Linked DNA regions of Hordeum vulgare: all the other regions are linked to region 3. Evidence: chromatin contacts called from public Hi-C data. All regions are on one chromosome and are shown on one strand. The core of a region is the stretch at or near the end of the contact, and the rest is flanking DNA. Distances in the headings are between cores, read along the strand shown. Region 1 holds the start of LOC123447245. Region 2 holds the start of LOC123450180 (putative hydrolase C777.06c). Region 3 holds the start of LOC123447240.

Evidence for each region. A called contact is a pair of places that touch in the nucleus more often than the background predicts.
Region 1: a Hi-C map of leaf shows a contact between it and region 3, with 3 times the contacts expected there. The contact joins the promoter of LOC123447245 here to the promoter of LOC123447240 in region 3. A contact is called at or near these places in 5 of 6 Hi-C or Micro-C datasets (leaf, seedling and an unstated tissue) and 1 of 1 datasets of contacts at active chromatin or transcription factors (embryo).
Region 2: a Hi-C map of seedling shows a contact between it and region 3, with 3 times the contacts expected there. The contact joins the promoter of LOC123450180 here to the promoter of LOC123447240 in region 3. A contact is called at or near these places in 1 of 6 Hi-C or Micro-C datasets (seedling) and 1 of 1 datasets of contacts at active chromatin or transcription factors (embryo).

The regions. Positions count from the first base shown.
Region 1 is chr4H:11,563,351-11,566,729 of MorexV3_pseudomolecules_assembly, reverse strand. LOC123447245 reads right to left here and starts at 1,527. Exons shown (of 5, transcript XM_045123832.1): 1 at 877-1,527; 2 at 723-795; 3 at 197-298. The coding sequence starts at 1,142.
Region 2 is chr4H:11,188,888-11,192,767 of MorexV3_pseudomolecules_assembly, reverse strand. LOC123450180 (putative hydrolase C777.06c) reads left to right here and starts at 1,737. Exons shown (of 8, transcript XM_045127562.1): 1 at 1,737-1,744; 2 at 1,832-1,964; 3 at 2,041-2,097. The coding sequence starts at 1,737.
Region 3 is chr4H:11,371,697-11,375,439 of MorexV3_pseudomolecules_assembly, reverse strand. LOC123447240 reads left to right here and starts at 1,905. Exons shown (of 9, transcript XM_045123826.1): 1 at 1,905-2,467; 2 at 2,929-3,018; 3 at 3,127-3,516; 4 at 3,629-3,743. The coding sequence starts at 2,221.

The sequences.
Region 1 (3,379 bases), core at 278-2,777, 190 kb before region 3:
TGTACTTCAAGTGGCTACTCGATTAACGATGAAAACAGTCAAATCCACACACATCATCACCTGAAGTTGTCAACCACCGAATATCACATGGTATTCAAGGTTCAGTTACTTAAGCATACAGGAACGTAACAGGGGATGAAGAACGTAGCAACTAGTTCTGAACCACAAGCGGCAGTCAAAACAATGAGAAAATTACCTGCTTCAGCATCTGCACGAGATCATGCTTTTTCTTACTCAAGGTATCCAGCTTGTCAGTCAACTCTCTCTTCCTTTCTTCAACTCCATCAGGTTGACCCACCTAAAACAAAAATAGGACTCAGAGCTCTAGATGAAAAAGCAAACAAGCATAATGCACCAAGCTTCCAAGCATAGGTTTTAGCTTGCAAACAAGAATGGTATGTGTGGTTTGGTTAATCAATTGTACTCAGGAATCACAAAGCACTCAGCAAAATCTCCATGAAAAACTCAAGAATTAAACTGTTGTTCAGCAGCAACCGATAATAATAAATATATTGCATCCTCATGAAAGAGCTAACTGTTGTCCAGTGCAGCTAAAAAGCTTAATTGTAGAGTAGTGGAGTAAAACTCAAAAGCATCATTACTTATCCTTACTTATTGGCTTCTTCCAACCCAGAAATGGAAGAGGCAACCTAGGAATTTCATCCTACTTCCAACTCTGAGCTAAAAGTCTACTAGATTCTAAGATAGAACCACCATAATACCATGACGAGAAGCAATTCCAAAAATCTACTGTCGGGGCTTCGCAAGTAGTCATCCACCAATGACCTGAATGACCTGAATCTAACCCTAAGCCATCGTTAGCAGGATAGCAGCTAAAATCTCACGCAGCTATGAGGAACCTACGACGAGGCTCACCTCCGAGTTGGGGTCGAAGCCTTCGCTCTCGCCTTGCCCTTCTTCAGGGTCACCGTTGCCGCCGGCATCGACATCTCCGGCGACCACCTCTCCCGCATCGTCCATTTCCACATCCTCCACCGCCCCCTCCTCCTGCTGCTCCTCCTCCTCCTCTCCTTGCTGCTGCTCGTCTTGCCCCTCTCCCTCCCCCTGTTGCTGCTGCTCGTCCTGTCCCTCTTCCTCCCCCTGCTGCTGCTGCTGCGGCGGCGGCGGCATCTGCACATCATGCCGGTCGGCCTGATGGTGCTGCTGACCCCCGTCCACCTCCCGCGCCTCCCCCACGGCCGCGGCGCCGTCGTCCAGGCGGGAGTTGGGGGAGTTGGGCCGGGGAGCCCCGGCGAGGCGGGAGACGGCGAGGGAGCGGCGGTGGAGGAGGCGGCGGAACTGGGACGCGGAGAGCGTGGGCTGGGGCACCGGCCAGCGGCGCGCGGCGTCGTCACCGCTCTGGTGGAGGTTGCCGCGGTACATCGAGATCGCCACCATCTCTGCCGGCCCGTGTGGATGGAGGTGCGCCGGCTGGGGATTCGGGTGCGAGCGGCCGGCGGCGGCCCTGGGTTTCGGTAAGCCGCCGTTGGGCCTTCACGGCGGATCTATCTTTCGCGTTTTCCTTGTGGATGCTGACCAAACTCCGGGCCATCGGATTAGTTGTTGGGCCCTCCCGGTTTTCCAGCTCACTTACTGCTAGTTACCAAATCACTAGGGCATTGCTTGGGATACCTTTTTTTTGCAGAATACACGTGCAAAACAAATACTCCCTCCGCCCGATAAAACCTGTCACCCTTCATCTTTACCTAATAATAAAGAGGCTATTGCTTCCGTCGGAAAACCCACCGAGGTGATTTTACAAAAAAAACCTTACTGTTTATGACATTAAACTCGTAGTATATATTAAATATTTTTTTAAATATTCATATCTTTTAAACCGTAACTCCAAATTTAACATATTATACATGGAATTTGATTAGAAAAATATGTAGAATTTAAATATGATATTATTTTATCTGTTAAATGTTTAATAAAAAATACTATCTAGGGTGCAATCCTAATAAATAAGTCATTATTCGTCTTTCTTTCATACCGGTACTCATTCGGGTTGGGAATGAACACGTCAACAAAATCAGGATTAGAGATGAAACTGAAGGTCACTTGACTGATTCTTTGTACGTATTAAATCTACATGCAAGCCGTGTTAAAATAGAAGACCTGTGAAATTTTGAACTGCATTTTTGTAGGATAAGACCATCTTTATTTGTATCGTAACTATAAATTCTCAAATTATAGACATTTTTTATAAATTAAGAGCGTGTGCCGTGTGGTATTTCTTTCTCCCGTTGCAACGCATGGACCCTTTTGCTATAATTCAAAAAACCGTCTTGAACAACTTGAGCTTCTTCGGGTTGTCCGTCTTGAACAACTTGAGCTTCTTCCTCTTGAACAACTTGAGCTTCTTCCTCGTCTGCAACTTGGGCTTCTTCCTTGTCTGCATCTTGTTGATCTTGTTCATCTTCATCCATCAAGTTCAAATCAATGGGATCACCATGTTGAGCTTCGTCCTCCTCTTCAGCCAGCAAGTTCAAATCAATGAGATCACCATGTTGAGCTTCGTCCTCCTCTTCAGCCAGCAAGTTCAAATCAATGAGATCGCCGTGTCGAGCTTCGTCATCCTCTTCAGCCATCAAGTTCAAATCAATGGGATCATCGTGTCGAGCTTCGTCCTCCTCTTCAGCCAGCAAGTTCAAATCAATGGGAGCATCGTGTTGAGCTTCGTCCTCCTCTTCAGCCAGCAAGTTCAAATCAATGGGAGCATCGTGTTGAGCTTCGTCCTCCTCTTCAGCTAGCAAGTTCAAATCAATGGGAGCATCGTGTTGAGCTTCGTCCTCCTCTTCAGCTAGCAAGTTCAAATCAATGGGATCATCGTGTTGAGCTTCGTCCTCCTCTTCAGCCAGCAAGTTCAAATCCATAGTTGCTCTATCTATACTCATAACAAGAGTATACAAAAGAAGAATCGTCAGCATATAATAATAACAAGAGTACACAGGAAAAAGAGTATATAAGGCTCAAGAGCAATAACAAATCAACAACTGATCATTGCTGTCAACACAAAAGGTATAGATGATCTTAGTGATGATAATACATTTTTTAAAGCCAGGACTACTTCATTTAAATGCAGATGACAGTAAAGCACTGGATTTGTTGCTGCTCCAAGCTTAATGTGCCTCACTGTCCATACAGGGGACATTGGATTTGTTGCAGCAACATTAAGGGGGTTGTTGCTGCGTTTTAACGTGTCGGTAGTAGGTAGTCCATACAAGGGTTTGTCCAGCAGCAGCAAGGGGTCTCTCGTAGTGCTTTTTTTTGGCGAGTCTATCAGAACGGCTGTCGTAGTGATTTTTTAAAGCCAGGACTACTTAATTTTATGTCGAGTTGGCAATGGTGCAAATATTCGTGTTTGGAGGGATCCATG
Region 2 (3,880 bases), core at 488-2,987, 180 kb after region 3:
ATGATGAGCGGGTTATATGCTAAGCGAAAAGAGTAGCAGCACGGACAGTCGAGAGGAACAAGCACTAAAGCACGTAATATTCGGCATTTCCTATTCAACGCTTGTAGTCCATGTAATAATTAGGGTGTTTCTATGTCTCGCTTTAGGCGAGACAGGAGGTGCGCTCGCGTAAGGGGGGACCACTAGATGGCCCGGCAAAGCCGCGCGAGAGCCACAGCCAGTTTTCTTTGTTTTTTTTATTTTTGTTCTCGTTTTTTTGTTATTTTTATACCTTTTTATACTTAAAAATATTATTCACATATCTCTACTATTAAAGCATGATCGAACATCGTGATGGTTCAACCTACCGATGGTTCGACCTTCCAGCGATCCCACCTCGTCCCCGAACAAAAAAAAACCCGTCACCGAGCCTCCCACTCGCGCCCCCTCAGCCACCAACCGCTCCCTCCCCCTCCCCTCTCGATCCAGATTGGATCGGGGCTGAGGTCGCGCCGCCCCGCCGGTGCCCCACTGCCGGGCCACCACCAGCCCACGCCACTGGCCGCCCCCCTCATTGGCCCCATGTTCGTGCTCGGCCATGTCCTCTCTGTGATCTTATCGAGTGACAAAGAAGGTGGAAGGGGAAAGCATCTTCTGGCCAGCCAGAGAAGAGAGAAGACGCAGCAGGGGAGGAGGAAGAGTCGCCCGCGCGTCGCCGACGGGCCCTCCCCGTCGTCACGCCGGGGCGGGGGCAGCGCCGGACAGAGGCTTCGGCTGCCGGTGCAGCTGCGGCAAGTGCCGCGGACGCGGAAGCGGGCCCAGGAGGGGAAGGGGGCTCTCATGCGCTCCGCCTCCGAGCCGGCGCTCTGGTGGCACGACGCCCGCGTCCATCCCGCGCAGCCCCGCCCGCCGTCCCCGCCGCCGCCGCCGCTCGACCGCCCGCACACCTGCTACGACGTCTATTTGCAGGTTAAATGATGCAGACGCCTTGTTTTCTTCCTTAAATCACAAGCTACCTGCCTGTGGATGATGGGATTGTACGCACGGAGCCTTGATAACTTACCTCCAATAATCGAGAATTCCTGACTCATGCTCATTCCAGCTCCAGTTAATACCATGAGCTTGTTACTGAGACAAGTAACAGATAATTAAGATTCCTCTTCAAATGTAGCTCAAGAACTTGATAAGGAAGTTCAATACAGACTTTCACCTCTTATCTATAAACTGGTATAGTAGGTCCACATCCTTGGAGGTTGGAGGATCTGAATCAGGAACTATCCGTTTGCCTCTCAAAAACTGGATGTAAGTTTCACAATAATCTTTAGATACAACAATTGATGAGTGGTTATTTCTTGCTTGAATGGAGCGAAAAGAGCATCTCAATGGAAGAGGAATTTTCCTCCTATGAACAAGTCCATTATATATTGATGCTTGGATATTGTAAAAATGAGGACAATATCCTGAAATATAATTTATTGCAATTAGTTAGTGCAAAAAAGTAGATTAGCCTAATTGTCCCAGAAAAGGCCATTCTCTTGGCGAACTTGCCTTTTGGTATTCCTCTCAGAGCACTTCCAAAACCTGCAATGATCTGAAGTACATTACACATGTAAGTTGTATAATTCGACTCGGTATTGAACACTAGAAAGAGTGTACATATTGAATACAACCAACTTATTGCATTGGTATGTGACCAAGAAGTATCATTACATGAAAATGATTCCAACAGATTTAACTTTGTGAGTCACAACTGCCGAATGGTGGAGTAGCTGCAAATGGGTTGAACAGAACATCCTACTAAGTTAGTGCTTATGTGACCAGGTTCATAAATCATACGCCTGTTTGCTTTCAGGCTCAACACCTCCCTTTTGGTGGACTATTGCCAAGATGGAACACACAAGTACATCCTAATCGACATCGGCAAGACCTTCAGAGAGCAAGTTCTCTGGTGGTTTGTCCACCACAAAGTTCCTTACGTTGACTCAGTGAGATATTCGACAGTGCATTATTTTCTGAAAAAAATAAAAATCCTGGGGACTAAGAAGGTTCTGCGCAGTGCAGATCATTCTGACTCATGAGCATGCAGATGACGTATTAGGCCTTGACGAAGTCTGGGTGGTACTGTTGGAAATATGCCCTAGAGGCAATAATAAAATGGTTATTATCATATTTCCTTGTTCATGATAATCGTCTATCGTTCATGCTATAATTGTATTAACAGGAAGCACTAATACATGTGTGAATGAATAGATCACAATGTGTCCCTAGCAAGCCTCTAGTTAGCTAGCTCGTTAGTCAATAAATGATCATGGTTTCCTGATCATGGACATTGGATGTCATTGATAACGGGATCACATCATTGGGAGAATGATGTGGTGGACAAGACCCAATCCTAAGCCTAGCACTAGATCGTATTGTTCGTATGCTAATGCTTTTCTAATGTCAAGTATCTTTTCCTTCGACCGTGAGATTGTGCAACTCCCGGATACCGTAGGAGTGCTTTGGGTGTATCAAACGTCACAACGTAACTGGGTGACTATAAAGGTGCACTACGGGTACCTCCGAAAGTGTCTGTTGGGTTGGCACGAATCGAGATCGGGATTTGTCACTCCGTGTGACGGAGAGGTATCTCTGGGCCCACTCGGTAGAACATCATCATGAGCTCAATGTGACTAAGGAGTTAGTCACACGATGACGTGCTACGGAACGAGTAAAGAGACTTACCGGCAACGAGATTGAACAAGGTATAGGTATACCGACGATCGAATCTCGGGCAAGTTCTCTACCGACAGACAAAGGGAATCGTATACGGGATTGATTGAATCCTTGACATCGTGGTTCATCCGATGAGATCATCGTGGAGCTAGTGGGAGCCACCATGGGTATCCAGACCCCGCTGATGGTTATTGGCCAGAGAGGTGTCTCGGTCATGTCTGCCTGTCTCCCGAACCCGTAGGGTCTACACACTTAAGGTTCGATGACGCTAGGGTTATAGGGAATTGTTATACGAGATTACAGAAAGTTGTTCGGAGTCCCGGATGAGATCTCGGACGTCACGAGGAGCTCCGGAATGGTCCGGAGGTAAAGATTGATATATAGGACGGATGGTTTCGGACACCGGAAGTGTTTCGGGCATCACCGGTAACGTACCGGGACCACCGTAGGTGGTCCCGGGGGACCACCGAAGGGGGGCTGCGACCCCAAGAGGTAAGATGGGCTAAGTGGGGGTGGGAACCAGCCCCTAGTTGGGCTGGTGCGCCTCCCCAATCAGCCCATGGCGCAGGGGAAAGAAAAAGAGGGGGGGAACCCTAACTTAGGTGGGCCTTAGGCCCACCAGAGGGGTGCGCCACCCCCTCCTCCCCATCTGGCCGCCACAAACCCCATCTGGGAGGGCTGCCGCACCCCCTAGGGTGGGAACCCTAGGGGTGGCACCCCCTCTCCCCTCCCCTATATATAGTGGGCACTCTTGGCCTTTGGAGGACACAGTTTTCCCTCTCCCTCGGCGCAGCCCTGCACTTCTTCCTCCTCCTCTCTGCCGGCGCTTGGCGAAGCCCTGCCGGGAGACCTCGTCTCTCCACCAACACCACGCCGTCGTGTTGCTGGTCTTCTTCCCCAACCTCTCCCTCCTCCTTGCTGGATCAAGGTGCGGGAGACGTCACCGGGCTGCACGTGTGTTGAACGCGGAGGTGCCGTTGTTCGGCACTAGATCGGAATCGCTGCGAGTACGACTCCATCAACCGCGTTCTAGCAACGCTTCCGCTTAGCGATCTTCAAAGGTACGAAGATGCTCTTACCCCTCTCTCGTTGCTGGTCTCTCCATAGGAAGATCTGAACATGCGTAGGAAATTTTTTGAATTTATACTACGTTACCCAACAGTGGCATCCGAGCCAGGTTTACTAT
Region 3 (3,743 bases), core at 656-3,155:
TTCTTTGTAGCAATGGTGCAATGTGAAGGCATTGCCACCATTTTTCTTGTTGCGTAAAACGGGACAAAATTGGTGAAGAATTCCGTCTAAAGGGAAACTTCCGGAGTTATCTACATGTCATAGATCATCCATATGACCATGCTACTCCGTCTTTCATTTTGTCTCTCTCCGGTGTTTAGGCTGCCATTTCTTCATACAGACTCCAATTTTGACGTCCTTGCGGTCGTCGGATTCGCAAGAGCGGCCCAATCCATTTCATGTCTTAGATATTGATGTGACACACTTTGGAAATCATTTTTTCCGCCCTTCGAAACACGAAAGTCAGGTACTCTAAGTCCTCCGTACTGAGCCCAGCCTTGGTCTTTTCATCTTGCTTGGTCCTAGGTTACTCCAATACACCGGTAGACACAAAAAAGAGAGAAAACAAATAAAAACCAAATAAAATACTAAATATGCAATGCTCAGAATGGAAGTGCAAAAACAAGTAATCATGCATAGCGAATACTCCCTCCATTCCTAAATATAAGTCTTTGTAGAGATTTCACTAGAATGTTACATACGAAGCAACATGAATGAATCTATACTCTAAAGTTAGAGGTAATTACTAATTTCTGGCACCGCTACCGTCCTCCTTTTGTCTCCTCAGCGAGCGCACAGGGCGGACATGTCATTATGCACTGTAAAATCGAGATTACAGTTTATATACTCTGACCTTCAAACATGCCTACCTAGATTATTTTTAAAATCTAATTATATAATCTATTTTAATAATCCAGATTATCATAATATGTTGTGGTTTCAAACAGGCCATAAGCGCCCATGCACTCAACTTATCGTGTAGTAAACTAACCGCAGGCCCTGCTTTCGAAAAAAAAGGAAAAATACGCGTCTTGTTGTTTTCTCACAAGGAGGAAATACATAGTATGACCGTTGTTATGCATACTTCTTTTTATAGTACAAAACAAAACCGTGTTGGCCGCAGAACCTAATCATTTCGCAGGATCAACAACTAAGCATTCTTTCTCGATCGATAGCATGCAAATTGCGTGCCCCATCTTTTATAGGTAAAACGGAACCGTGTTGTCTGCGCAAGCCCACCCATTTCCCAGGATTAGGCACCAAGTTACGTGCAAGGCGTGTGGATTGTTGGACAAAAGGAGGAGGAGAAACGAGGTTTTCAACGGCTAAAACGGAGAGGTAGAACCACCTGACCTGACGGTAGCATCGCATCGTACTACCGGCTGTTGGCAAGGGGAAATAGGATGGCGAAGGGACCACGGAGCCCCCATGAAACGCGTGCACCGGGTTCCGGATGGATACGCCTTCGTTGGGTTGGTCACCGACTTTTTCCCCCCCGCCACCCAAATCTGGTAAATCCGGTCAACGGTCAACGCATGAGATTGCATGCACATGGTCCTTCATTTTTTTCCGTCCCGGCATACGGTGTAGTAGTACTAGTACTTTTCGTGGAGCCACCGTGCAGCGTAAACGTTGGACGGATGGACGATCTAAGCCGGCGGTTGGCTCGCTCTACCGTGCACAACGTATGTAGATGCATATGACGATTTTCTGACTGTTTACTACGGATAAGTTGTGTGTGATGATGAAGGGCGATGACGACGGCGTGCCTTGGTCTCGGCTTCAGTTTCTGCCTTAGGAAAAAAAGGAAAATACCCTGCGTCGGCGGAACAAGCACGGTGCAAACGGCATGGCGTCAAATCCAATCTCGCACCTAGACCACTAGAGGGTTCGTCACTCGTCACAGAAAGGAAAGGGAAGCCTGTCCCTAACTCCCACCAGAAAGAAAAGGCCGCAGGCAGGCAGGCCCCATCCAAACCCAACCAGAACAAAAGGAAGGAAGCTGCAGGCAGAGCACCCACCCACCCACCCACCAAGCCAAGCCAAGCCAAGCCAAGGACCGCGTCCACCAGAGCGGCGCCTCCCTCCCCGCACTCGTGTGAGAAGCCGAGCCCCGCGCAGGCAGGCACACGACACCGCAGCCAGCGTTCCCGTTCCTCCTCCTCCATCGCCACCATCTCCACCACCACCAGAGCCACAGAGTTGGCCCATAAAAACGAAAAAATCTCGCACGCAACCGCACCGATCTCCACCCCGACCCCGACCCGACCCGACCCGCCTCCGCCCCCACGCGGACGAGCGCCGTGCCCGCGCGCGCGCCACCTTCCCCGCGCCGATCTCGGCCGACGGGAGGCCCCGGGCATGGGCACGTGCGTGTCGCGGCCCAGCGCGTGCGTGGGGAAGCCCGGCACGCCGCGCTCCGGCGAGGCGGCGCGGGCCGCCGGGGCCTCCTCCCGCAGGCGCCGCCGCCGCAAGGCCCGCCGGAAGGCCCCCTCCCGCGCCGCCTCCATGGAGACCATCCAGGAGGCCGAGGGCCCCCCCGACCCCTCCTCCACCGCCGCCTCCAACTCCGGCGACTGCCGGACCTACAGCAACCCGGCCTTCCAAGGTGGGTAGGGATGCGCTGCTACGCTTTCTCCCAATCGCCTTTTCCGCCTCCGCCTCCGCCTCCGCCTCCGCCTCCGCGGGGAATAGATTCATGGATGGATGGATGCATAGATTTGATGATCTCCGGCCGGGGGACCATGCCGCGCGTCCTTCCTTCGGGGATTAAATTAAATTACCGCATCGTGCGCATCTATCCATCTATTATCTACCTACCTAGCCACGGCCGGGGATTTTTTTTAAAATAATAATTCATCGACCGCTTATTGAATTTCACCGCCGCCTCGTTCCGTAGATAGATAGATAGATAGATAGACATAAGAGTGGGATCACTGCGCGGCGTAATTGGTTACTAGTACTACTTGGTTAGCGCACGCCGGTTTATTGCGCCAATCAATCAATGGCATTGTACTCCGATTCGCCGCCCACCTGACGTTGAATTGGGGTACTTTACCTTTCCTGCAGTCACCGGGAGCATGGAGGAGGCCTGGTACGACTCCTTCGCCATCAGCGAGTCCGACGACGGCGAGGACGATTTCCACAGCGTGCAAGACGGTAACGACCACCCTCCGTATACATACATACACGTGCAATGTACCACTAGCCTACATGTGTTGGTTTCAAGCCTCTTGAGCGTTTGAGCTTTTCTGTTTGACTCTGCAGACGCCTTCTCGCTCAACGGCTTGGAGAGCGAAGCGGCATTGGGTACGAGGGATGCCAATGGCGGGAGCTTCAATGGAGCTGAGCACCACCATAGGAAGCCAAGGTCCAGCGAGCTGCCCAAGGGGAATTTGGAGAACGGTGCGAGGCCCTCTGCTGGCCATGAGGATGGGGTGAGTCTTTCGGGCGGTGCTAGCCCGAATGCTGGAGGGGGGATACTGGACGATTGTGGTCTCCTGCCAAACAACTGTTTGCCATGTATGGCCTCAGCTGTTGGTGTGAATGAGAAGAAGAGAGCACTTTCCACAAGCCCAACTCAGTCGATGAAGATGCCTTCGTTGAAGCTCTCGTTCAAGAAGAAGTCTGGGGAAGCCAACCCGTCGTCCGCGCTATGTAAGCAATTCTTCATCCATTGTTGGGTCATATAGTTTCTTCTTCTTCTTCTTAGGAGCTTAATTACACTGGCATCATAAAATTATTAAAGAAACATTTGTATCTTTTTCAGTGTCTACAAAAGATTTCCTTGAAAGGCCTCTAGCAGGTTCTCAAGTACAGTTATGCTTGTTGGAAAAGAAGGCGCTGAATAGCTGGTCTCATATTGATCCTGGTACATTCAAAGT